Linked DNA regions of Danio rerio: regions 1 and 2 are each linked to region 3. A link is a contact called in public Hi-C and HiChIP or PLAC-seq data. All regions are on one chromosome and are shown on one strand. The core of a region is the stretch at or near the end of the contact, and the rest is flanking DNA. Distances in the headings are between cores, read along the strand shown. Region 1 holds the start of sephs3 (selenophosphate synthetase 3). Region 2 holds the start of prim1 (DNA primase subunit 1). Region 3 holds the start of nucks1b (nuclear casein kinase and cyclin-dependent kinase substrate 1b).

Region 1 (3,603 bases), core at 1,054-3,553, 440 kb after region 3:
AACAAATGAATTGCTGAACAAATCATATGGGAGTCGTTGGGATAATTAGGTAAAAATAAATGCATATTATAAAGACAATGAAAGTGTTTGCCCTTGCATGATTATCAGCCTGTTGTTGGAGACCCCCAAAACCAAAATATGACCTATTATAATGCATAATGGGAGATCTTTAAGTTTTATCAAAGCAAATCAACTTATGCTGCTTAATGTTTAAACTCATGTTTTAGTACATTTGTTTGCCGGTTGACAAGTGGGAAAATAATAAAATGGCATGAAAAAAGACAACAGCAATAAGCAAAACTTGAAAAATAACATGAAATAAATTATAAAATAAAAAAAATACAAAACAAAAATCCACGATATTCCATTACTTGGTCAAAAAACAAAAGCATATAAAAATTCTGTCACTTTCAATGTCTGGTTTCAAACTTTTATAATTAAACGATATTCCAAATATTCCATGACCTGTGGGAATGCCGCTTAGCTTTCTGAATCTGCAAAAATACGTACAAATATTTAAATAAAATCTATCCTAACTTCACCTTCTCGTTCATCTTCTGACTGACACTGAGGAGCATGAGCATGTTGTCACACTCTGTGATGCCCATGGCGTACAGATCACTCAGGACATTTGCACAGGCGATTCGTCCCTGTAAAAAAAAAAAAACAGAGATGAGCTTCATACATACAGTATGTGAGGTGCTTGTAACATTAACAGAGTGCACCCACCATCATGTAAGGGTCCTCCACTAAAGGATAGAAGAAATCTGTGGTTTGGACCAGGGAGAGACCTCCATGTCTTAGTGGGATCACACATGAGTCCATTCCAATACCTGAACCAAGAAAGAACATAATTATTATTTTTTTCATTGATATCCATTACATGTGAAAAAATGCATGCACATTTAAATAGCACATACTATTGTGATTAAAAATAATTTTATAATACCACGGAGTAAGAAACATGTAATCAGGATTTATGATTTGTTCCCAGAAATAAGCATTGACTAAAACTTAGGTGCATAGTTCACATCTCTTTTAAATGACTGGGTTATATCGATAGTTAATAATGGTTTTAAATTAACAGGATGAATCAAAGGTTAAACAAAGTGCTCAGTGAAACAGATGTTTTCTGATCCTTCAAGACAGATTAATGATGGTTTTCTAAAATACATTAACAAAATAACTTTGCAGTTTTATGTTTGACATTACAAGAGATTACAACACATGCTATGCTGAATCCACAGAACACAAACGGTTGTTGGTGTGTTTTGGCAAGTTTACAGGAAACAACGTTGCACCAAACTATTGCATATAAACAGGTTTGACAGTAGTGATAATCAACCGGTTTTGCAAAGACAATAATTGGAAACCTTTTAATTGTCAGTTTTTATAGCAATTCCTGGAACTCATTTCGCGAATCGGTTCTTTTGAACAGGCTTTGTGAACAGAAGGTGGTAATAAATGTTTTAATTTTGCAAGTCTATCATGCAATAAGTTTACATCGTGTTTTTTTTTTTTTTTATAAAAACTTTGCTATTCAGCCACTTAATTAACCTAATTAACAGTCAAACCCTCACTTAACGTCAAATGCTCTTTCTCCAGAGTATTAAAACTTCATCTTTTGCTGTATTTTATTAACATTTCTTGTATTGTTTTGGCATTGTTTGCCTTTTATCTGTGTTGTATAATTTGTTTTACTTGTGTAAAGCACTTTGCTCAACCTTGGTAACGTTAGTAGTAAGGTGCTAACTTAAGGTTATAAAAAAAAAAATTTTGATTGAGTCTCTTGATTCAACCGATTCGTTTAAAAGATCCGATTCACAAGAACTATTACCGAATCAATGCTCGCTATTTGACAGCGTCGGTGTGACAGGTCATACTTTACCTAGTCGAGGACCCTGAGCAGCCGAAACAAGCCCAAAGTCAGCGGTTTCGTCTCCAACACCCGTCCCCAAACCGCCATCCTCTCCGGGCGGCCGGTCAGGCTCCAGTCCCTGCAGGAGTTTGAGCAGAGTCTCCTGCGGGACTTTACACCCTCATCCTTTCATATCAGAGAAGGCCGTGAGTCGGAAGCCGCGGTCTAGGCCGTGCTCCTCCGGGTTCAACGCCTGGTATCCCGCCGGGTAAAAGACTGCATACCCTCCCGCTCCACCAGAGTCCCCTGACGGTGGCTCGGAACCCGACATGGTAAAATCAGTATGTATTCCTCATGCAGATGAAGAGGTGGTAAAAGAAAAAAAGATGAGGCGTTTTACGAAATGACTGATCCTGCCGGAGAGAGCAGAGAGCGTGTTTGATGTACACGCTTAAACACCGAGAGCAGTAGAGACGCTCCGCGCTTGCGGACTAAACCATCTCACTATCCTGAGGAGAGCGCGGTGTTACTTTCAGACACACGTTACAAAGTTCGTCGTTAACAGATAAAAGTACTGTTGAAATATACAGTACATAAAAAACGAGGTGCGTGAAAACTCATCTTGCACCAAATTAAACCATCGCTGACTCGTTTTGGACTTGCCTGGTCACATTTAATCCCCCTCTAAAAAAACAAACATGGCACAATCTCAATTGTGAGCTCCCTATTGTGGTTCTACAATAAAGGTGCATTAGACGGTTGTGTTCATGCAAATTTACACAAAAAAGGTACTCGAGAAAAATTACCGTGCTTTTCATTCCTTAAAGTATTGCAATTAGTCTGTATACACGCCAACAAAATTAATAATATGCGAAAAGTGGCTAAAAAAGTTGGAGAAATTATTCAAATGCACTTAACTATGTATACACTGGCACGCACATGCTTTAATATGTCTCCATGGTCATGTATTAATACTGTACAAACTGGGCTTTCTAGCCGCCAACCAACCCCTACACATGACGCTCAGAAAACTGGACAAAAATTTTAACTTTACCATGATTTTGAAGTCTTTTGGTTTATGAGAGGAATCACAAATAATGTTTAGATTGGTATACCCACGTCATTGTTTCCATTCAAACAACACATTGAAACACGCACATAGAGTAAAAGTATACATAGAGTAAAAGTGATTAATTAAACAAGCTTCAAAAATGTGACAGAAAAACTTTCAGAAAAGTTGTTTATTCCCACATTCAATGAATTTCATCGATATTTGGGACACTCCAAAAACACAGAACTGGACTTTGATGATGAGGAGTCACCGATAATCACCTCAGAGCTTTTGAGGTTTAAAATTAATAGCACAAATGAAAAATTCTGTCCTTTATTTGACAATATCAGATTAAAAAAAAAAACAAAGCAAACATAACACCACTTTATAATAATTGTCTTTGTCCATATTTTGATCTGTGTCAGGTTCTAACTATGGTTTCCGTGGCAGTAAAATCTGCACATTAAATGTCAAATATGTAATGGAGATGAAGATGTAATGAAGACCAGTTTGAACAATGGAAATGGCAATTCTTCTCTTCTTAAGCCTGGATGGCACTTTTGGTGCTGTAGGCCAGGTAGTAAACCATAATGCCAATCAGTGCAGCCAAGACCTCCGTTGACACCCATGGACCATTCCACGCACCCTGAAATTCAGAAATACATTAAAAAACAAGCACTTCAAGGAGCAAATC
Region 2 (4,148 bases), core at 1,506-4,005, 290 kb before region 3:
GATGGTGTCGCAGTCTGTCCAAGCACTCAAGGAATATCTGCCCTCCTGTGGTAATACAGAGCATCTGAAAGGAAAAAGAGGGTGTGCGTTTTAGGTTTCGATTTTAAGCTGAATATGAAAAGATTGACTAATTTCTTTAAAAGTGAGCCATTGTATTTCAATACACATTAACATATAGTGCTCAGCATATATAAGTACATCCCTCACAAATCTATCCTTTAAATTAATAATTTTAATAGGAAGCTTTACTATGTTTTTACTTGTGCATATACATTAGATTAGTCAGTGCTGAAGCCAAATCTGGAGCTTATCTAACAAAATAACTTACGATAATGGTCCAAAAACTAGTACAGCAAAATTTATATGTTACAGAAAAATATTAAATACAATTTAAAAAAAGAGGAGAAATCAAGAGAAAGCAAAAAATTTGAAAAAAAAAAAATTGTTGAAATTTTGTAGGTTGTAAGTGCTTAAATTTAACTGTATTATCTTTAAATTTCTAAATATGTTTGGTGACTAAAATATTATTTGAATAAATGTATCTGTTTAACAAATCTGTTTTGTTTAAATGCACCAAAATACATTGACTATATTCACTGAGAAATGGATACAAACATTAGCTTTCAAAATGGGGTGCACTCAATTATGCTGAGCAGGTCTGTAGCCAGCCTAGTGAAAAAATGTGGTTTTTGCAGTTATACACCTCATTTTCTATTTAATTATGAGGTTTAAGAACTGCATTTTAGTGACATTTTAAGCATTATTTTTAGCTGAATTAGCTTTGCAAATGGTCATCATAACCACACTTTTTGATGTACCTAAATATTTCCAAAGGATTCATAATAAAGAAATGTGAAATAATAACTATTTTTAAAATACATATTTATTACATCATATATCATTTGAGAAAAAAAACTGTAGTCTAATGTCATTTATTATAGGCAAATAACAATCTTGCCAGAGCATTCAACTTTCCTTTGAATAGAAAAATAATTAAAGCATGATAATAATAATAATAATAATAATAATAATAATAATAATAATAATGATAATAATAATGTAGAGCTTCACAATTTTTCTAGTCTCTCTTGTAAAAAAATACATTTAAAAAATTATGGATAACAACAATAGCCAAAATAGTATTCAATTTATTTTAATATGGTCTGCTTCGGTGCTTCACACCTTTTTATTGCTCATTTTTAGCTTTTTAGTTTCAAAAATAAGGTCCAAGATTTAAAATAAAAGTACCTGTAAAATGTTTTCTCTGTTTAAAAACAAAGCTGTGGCAAAAGATGACTTCTTCAAATTGTAAAATAAAAATTTTTGTTAGCATTGGACAAAACTGATTAGCTGAAGTCACACCGAAGTGACAGCCAACAGAGGATTCCACTTGGTTTTAAAACCCTTTTTCTATGGGTTATTTGCACCTATTTATAGTGGCAAAGCAGTCAAAATAGGACAAATAAGCTCATGTATGGGACACATTCTGGACCTCTGCCAGTGAGGGGTGAGTCTTCCGAACTGTCCAAACCCCCCTGGCAACAATAATAAATACAGGAAGAAATAGCTGTTCCTTTTAAGGGCCTACTCACACTATGCCATCCGTACCGTGCCCAGGCCCGTTTCCCGGATCTTTTGAGAAGTGTGAGTGCGCTGAATCGGGCTCAAGCACGGTTCACTTGGCCGGCCCTGGCCCGGTTGGAAGAGGTGTGCCTGAGCGCGGATCACTTGGGCTTTGGCGCGGTACGCTTGTGTGTGAAACACTTACACAAATTGAATATTCTAGTGTTTCTTATTTTGACTAAAAAAGGTTAACCTTTTTTAAATTGAAGTGTTATAAATGTTACAAAAACTTGAACTTTCTACACATACATAGCACTGAAAAAACTTTCCATGCATGCATGCATACATGCATAACAAAAATGTTTGCTACTCTGTCTATTTTCTTCACTTAAATAATAACTTATACGACATAGTATGTTAACATAGTACGTTATATTATCATTACAAGTGCTCACATTTAGATTTGAAAGCTCTCGAGTTATGCTATTGATTTACCATAATTTGGCACAGCAAATTAATATAATTGAGGGGGGGAAACTATAGCACATAAAAACAATTAAGACATTTTCAATTAAGTCCAAACTGCCATTTCTTTATTAAAACGCCTTTTGTTTAATTTATTGTCCAGCAGTTCATAATGTTTTTGCTGCTGTTGTTTTATGCTTATGTTGATTATTTTACGGTGTATTTTGTTTAATAGCATTTTGTTGTTAAAATCACACTTTAAATATGATCAGAAATACTGGAAAACGTAATGTTTTTTGTTTCGCAAAGAGCTAATTTCACGTAGCATTTTAATACATTTAATGAACACAATTAAATTCTGTTCAATTTCCCTGTAAAATTTGGCAACAATGAGAACTTGACTGCAAACGAGCCACAATAAAATCCTGTTCACCTTGAATATTTACCTTGATATTCTCTGTTTTTCGGAAATCACGTGCCATTCATCTCTAACACTAACTTTTACAGAAACGTTAATGTTTTAAAATTAAGTGACGTTAGTTGGACATGAGTCGCATACCATCCGACTTCCATCTCATGTAACTTGCTGTAGTCTCTCACAGGCAGGCTTAACGGCAAGAGAAAAAAACACCATAGAGATATGCGATTTATTTGAATGTTTTTTTCTCGGACACCATCCTCAGCCGTTTTTTCGAGCCTTCTGGTGGCAGCAGAGCCCGCAGAAAACATTAACGCGGTGCGTGACCAACGAACAAGGACCGATTTCGTCATTTCCTATTTACGTTAATTTTCCCGCGCTGGTTGTAGCTGTCATTGAGGATCAACAATACTTAACGAATAAACATGCCAACCTCAGATTATGATTCAGCTTGTTTGCCGGATTTGTTACCGCTTTATTACCGCAGACTTTTCCCTTTTTCACAGTACTTTCGCTGGTTAAGTTATGGCGGTGGTAAGTAACAATAACTCTAAGCCACTAACATACCTATGCCAGTCTCCGATCACACAACGAGCGATTCACAACTGTAAAAACTTTATTTTTCAGTAGCTTGTGTATTTACTGTTCAAATTCGAAGTATATTTAGTTTATTTACCATGCATGCCCATTTTCATATTAATATTTGTAGTTTAATCCCACACGAAACAATACTATAGTAATACTGTTGTGTTGTTGAACAATACTATAGTAAATAACCTGTTGTGGTAATTCCAAAGTTGCTGTGGCAATACTGTGACAACAACTATTGTAATATAAACAATTTACCAAGTACTGTACTAAGTGTTCTTCAAGTATGATAATGCAACACAGTTTACTGAGGTAAACATTAAAGCATACTACGGAATTTATTATAGATTATCAGTTCACAAAGACTTGTAAATACTATAATACATAAAGTATAATACACTTTACTATAGTGTGGTTCAGAAACACTTTATCATTTACTATATTTTTTTTCATGTGGAATGCTGCTTTAAGCATTAAAGTATCAAGGTTTTTAATTTCTTTCATTTTAATTTTGCCTCTCGCAGTGTCCAAAAACTACTTCCAGAACCGTGAATTCTCCTTCACGTTAAAAGATGACATCTATGTGAGATATCAGTCCTTCAGCTCTCAGAATGAGCTGGAGAAGGAGATGCAGAAAATGGTTCCTTACAAGATTGATATTGGAGCAGTCTACAGCCACAGGGTAAAATTACTCATTGTTATTATATTTTCCCCACATTACATTATAGAATGGTATATTATATTAAATGCAAAGTTGATTTGTACTATTGTGTACTTAATCTAATTGACATTTTACCCACATTTAAATATTTCTTATACCGTAATTGTTATGCACTGTTTTTATTTATTGATGTATATATCTTTCATAAACTATATGATAGTAATTGTGTAGTGTATACAATTACTATATTAATACTGGGCAAAAATTAATCGCATCCAAATTCAGGTTTGTTTTGACATAATTTAAGTGATTGAGCAGTGTATATTTATTCTGTATACTTTAATGCACACATGCATGCATATAATTGAGAAAAAGGTTATTTATATTTAGATATAAAATATATATCTGTGTGTAAAAAATAAAAATAAAAAAAAAAATATATATATATATATA
Region 3 (3,821 bases), core at 96-2,595:
GCAGATGTCACATCCATAACGCTGGAATTGCTCAATAATGATAATATTATTATTATTAATAATAATAATAATAATAATAATAGAAAATAAATCTGGCTTGAAACCAGCAAAAAATAATTTAAACTATTTAATATTAAATAATACTTGTTTACGTTCCATGTAGTGCAAAATTGATTATTATATTGCTAACTTATTTAACCATATGTAAAATATGATCCTCCATATAGCAACAGAGGTGTCACTCCTCTTATTTAAAGCCGCGCGTCTTGACTGAAGAGGAGACAGAGGTGCCATGTTGGAGTAGGTGAATTGCCATGCCAACAGCAGCAGAGTGGGCAGGGCTCAGCGATCAGACAGGGCCATTGAACTACAGGCCCTGTGGGTCACGTTATACTCACTGCCCGCAGGACGGACATCAGCCCCGACAGCAATGTTTACCGTCAGATTACCGCCAGTTCCGTTAGAGAAAAAGGCGCTTTATAGTTTGTCAAAACATAAACAACATGTTGCCCGTGTTCGCGTCACTTGGTCTCAGCGTTAGGAAAACATGGACGCATTTCAATATGTATTAACACATTTGTTGACAACCCATTTGATTTCAGATTTAAGCCAGACCCAAACCTACAATGTGTTAATTGCAAACACAAGTTGGCAGGAGAAATGTTCAGATGTGTGTGTGTGTGTGTGTGTGTGTGTGTGGTAATGGCGCGCATTGCGCTGGAGGAGTTTCACGCTGCGCTGCTGCCGCTAAACTAACACTAATGCTCACGGGGCTAACTGTGGAAAACACGTGAAACTTACACCACCGTGCTTTATCAGCAAACTAGAGCTTAAACAAATGAGGAAACAATCACGCATTGAATGTCTATTCTGTTCGCCGTAATGGCTTGCAGGTTGTTTTGTACATGAATTAGCCACAGCGCGAACTACTATCCCGCTTTTTTATTTGATGTCGGCACTTGCGGTTAGCATAGACATATCTGTGGATGTTAAACGCGATTTTGTTGCGTTTCCAAGCTAAATATCTCTATAACTGTTAAAAGAAATGAAAATCTACGCGTTTACGGTTGATTTTGTGCAGCTATGTAAACACGCGCAGAAAAATATGCTGGTTAGCTTGTTAGCATTTAGCAAACATGGAGAGACCCGCGTAACAGATCGCATCATGTGCGGACCTGCGATTGCTGTAAAACAGCAGACAAACAAAACGCACTTACCTCGAAGGTCTCGCCATTCTGCAGACAGACTGAAAGCCTTTTGCTTTTGCAAACTACAATTTTATTGGTAAAACTGGACTTTTGCAGCTGAAATCCAGGTGTCTCCCGCTGCTGGGAAGCTGTTTCTGTAGCACAGAGCTGTGCGAAACTACCTATGCAATGCAAACTGCACTAAACACGCGCAAATGAGTGCGATCTAGAGCATCTGCTCGCACGCAGCCTTGGTCTGTGTGGGTCGAAAATGGATAAATGTTCAAGTATCCACAGGCCGAATTGCCCTGGTCAAGCCTCCTGTAGAATAGTAGCTAACTAATTAGCTACTGCCTGGCCTGCAAGCCAGGATTCTTTTATGAGTAAAAGTGGGATGGGAGTCTGAAAAACGCAAGATGCCCGCAAACCAGGATTGGATGACCACACTCAGCAACAGCCGTTTACCTACTCATTCACACAGAAAGGTGGCTAATCAGTTGATTGGATTATTTTATTTTAACCATTTCCAAATCCGTTTTAGCCCGATAATGTTATTACCTTGAGATGGTGAAGATAGGCTCATTCAATCAGTGTAATAAACATTACATTTTTAGGGCCTCTCCAAAATCCAGAACAAGTAAAGACATTCATATGTATTCATTTGGTTTTTAAAGTAATTAAACGATTATTTAAAGGTAATCAAAGATCATTATGTTGTGCTCAGATTGTAGGAGGCAACAGGTGTGCAATATTTTAATTTAAAGACACTAATTTTCTTCTCATCCCCTATAGTTTATTAAAACATGCAAACAGTATGTTTAGCATTACATATAATCTGTAGCTTTCTTTCTTTTTTTTTTTTATTTTTTTTAAGTTTTCGTGTTTATAAGCTCAGTAATAGCACTATGTTGCACAGGAAATACATTAGTGCAAGAAGTTATTTTCAGTGGAATCAGGGTAGGCCTACAAAAACATATCCCGAGATTAAGAAAACGCTAGGTTAACAATGCAAGACAATGTCAAGTTGGTTTAGGTTTTAGCATATGTTGCATGGGCATCTTTTGTTGAATATGTCAAAAGGATGATTATTTTAGGAAAATTTACAGGGCATTACTATGTTAGGCAATGCAGATTGTCTGTTAAAAGACCTGGTTATACTTTTTAAACGTTTACTTTATATTTTTTGGGGTTGTTATTTGATTTGGGGTTGTAATATGCAGAATAATTAGGGTTAATGTTAAAATGCTGCAGGTATTTTAAATAAAATATAAATACTTTTATGATTAAATGTATTCTTTGAGAATGTTATTAAAATGTAATAAGATTCTTGAAGATGTAAACCAATTTAAAATTCCATTGCAACTCCTGTATGAAATCTTTAATATATTAACTTCAAATTGGAAAATTTTGTGACATTATAATTTAAGTAAATTTTGAAGAGTAAATAAAAGAGTGAGGGTTGTCTCAAAATATGCTTCATTTGATTAGAAATACTCACATTAGCGCAAACTGAAGTTATGAGAGATATCTCAATCCTGATAAATAATCGGATTGACCATTTATTTATTTTTAAATTTATACCTTTTTACAATTCTGGAAGAAAAGGAAATAACTGTAAATAAACTTTGCATTGTCATCCAGTTCAAAATAAAGTCTAAATTATTTTTATTGACAGAATAATTAACTGCATATTTAGGGTAGATTGTGTATTTTTATGTAACATTGAGTTTGTTTCATAGCTTGACAAATTATTTTTTCTTTACAATAACTCAATTAAACTTGTAATTTATATTTTATTTTTAACTATGTTTGTTTCAATATCCAGTTTTACTTTTTAATTTGGGGTCTTTTTGCTTGCTTGAAAACAAACAAAATACTTTATTAAGGAGTTAGTTGACCCAAAAAGTCATACTTAGGCCATAGTTTATTCTCAAGACCCTGTCCATTGCATTTTTAGAGCTTGAAAGAGCCATTTTCAAAATAATTCACAATGGATTTTACTGAAAGAAGAAATTCATATACACCTGCCTTAATGATGAGTAATCATGGTTTAATTTTCTTTTTGGAATGAACTAACCCTTTAATCTTAACAAGATGGAAAACTGAAATAAAAAATGCACAGTACCGGCAGTATTACAATGGCTGTGTCTGAAAGCAGTCACAAAGGCACCTCACAAAACTGATTTCAGACATCTAAGACAGCATAACGATTTAATCAAACTGAAATAAAAAGTAAAATCAACAAAATAAAAAGAGCTTTAGTGATAGTAAAGGGAACATTGACTTACGACAGTATTAACTTCTCGGTCGAAATATAATTAAAAGTGGAAAAAGGACAAAGAAGTATATTTACACTCTAATTTTTTTCTTTTCTTTTTTAGCTCAACTCTCAGAAACAGAACCACAGAAAATATCAAAGACAGTGAAGGACACATCTCTGCTGTCATAAAAACGGCAGATTTTAAAGGTTTTAATTAGTAGTTACCTCATAAAACATTGTTACATATTGTAAACATTTTATATAGTAAAAATTTTCATTTTCCTTAAAGAGCTTGTGTATTGTAAAGAGCATTATAATTTTGTGGTTAAATGGGTAATATTTTATTGTTTATTATTATAAATTATCAATTTAGG

The links. Hi-C and Micro-C count contacts between places; a contact is called where the count stands out from the background. HiChIP or PLAC-seq counts read pairs in DNA pulled down with a chosen protein or histone mark.
Region 1: an H3K4me3 HiChIP or PLAC-seq map of embryo shows a contact between it and region 3, with 5 times the contacts expected there. The contact joins the promoter of sephs3 here to the promoter of nucks1b in region 3. A contact is called at or near these places in 1 of 18 Hi-C or Micro-C datasets (an unstated tissue) and 1 of 4 datasets of contacts at active chromatin or transcription factors (embryo).
Region 2: a Hi-C map of hematopoietic stem cells shows a contact between it and region 3, with 2.1 times the contacts expected there. The contact joins the promoter of prim1 here to the promoter of nucks1b in region 3.

Annotation. Positions count from the first base shown.
Region 1 is chr23:21,468,161-21,471,763 of GRCz12tu, forward strand. It overlaps sephs3 (selenophosphate synthetase 3), which reads right to left and starts at 2,304. Exons shown (of 8, transcript NM_001004295.2): 1 at 1,889-2,304; 2 at 730-833; 3 at 543-650. The coding sequence starts at 2,189. ssr4 (signal sequence receptor, delta) reads right to left here. Exons shown (of 6, transcript NM_001002082.1): 6 at 3,076-3,555. The coding sequence ends at 3,451.
Region 2 is chr23:20,737,491-20,741,638 of GRCz12tu, forward strand. It overlaps prim1 (DNA primase subunit 1), which reads left to right and starts at 2,756. Exons shown (of 13, transcript NM_201448.1): 1 at 2,756-2,980; 2 at 3,559-3,716. The coding sequence starts at 2,872. LOC141380475 (a long non-coding RNA gene) reads right to left here and starts at 2,730. Exons shown (of 4, transcript XR_012398439.1): 1 at 2,475-2,730; 2 at 1-64.
Region 3 is chr23:21,030,193-21,034,013 of GRCz12tu, forward strand. nucks1b (nuclear casein kinase and cyclin-dependent kinase substrate 1b) reads right to left here and starts at 1,346. Exons shown (of 8, transcript NM_001099239.1): 1 at 1,218-1,346. The coding sequence starts at 1,234. LOC103909673 (chemokine-like protein TAFA-4) reads left to right here and starts at 278. Exons shown (of 8, transcript XM_073938783.1): 1 at 278-1,672.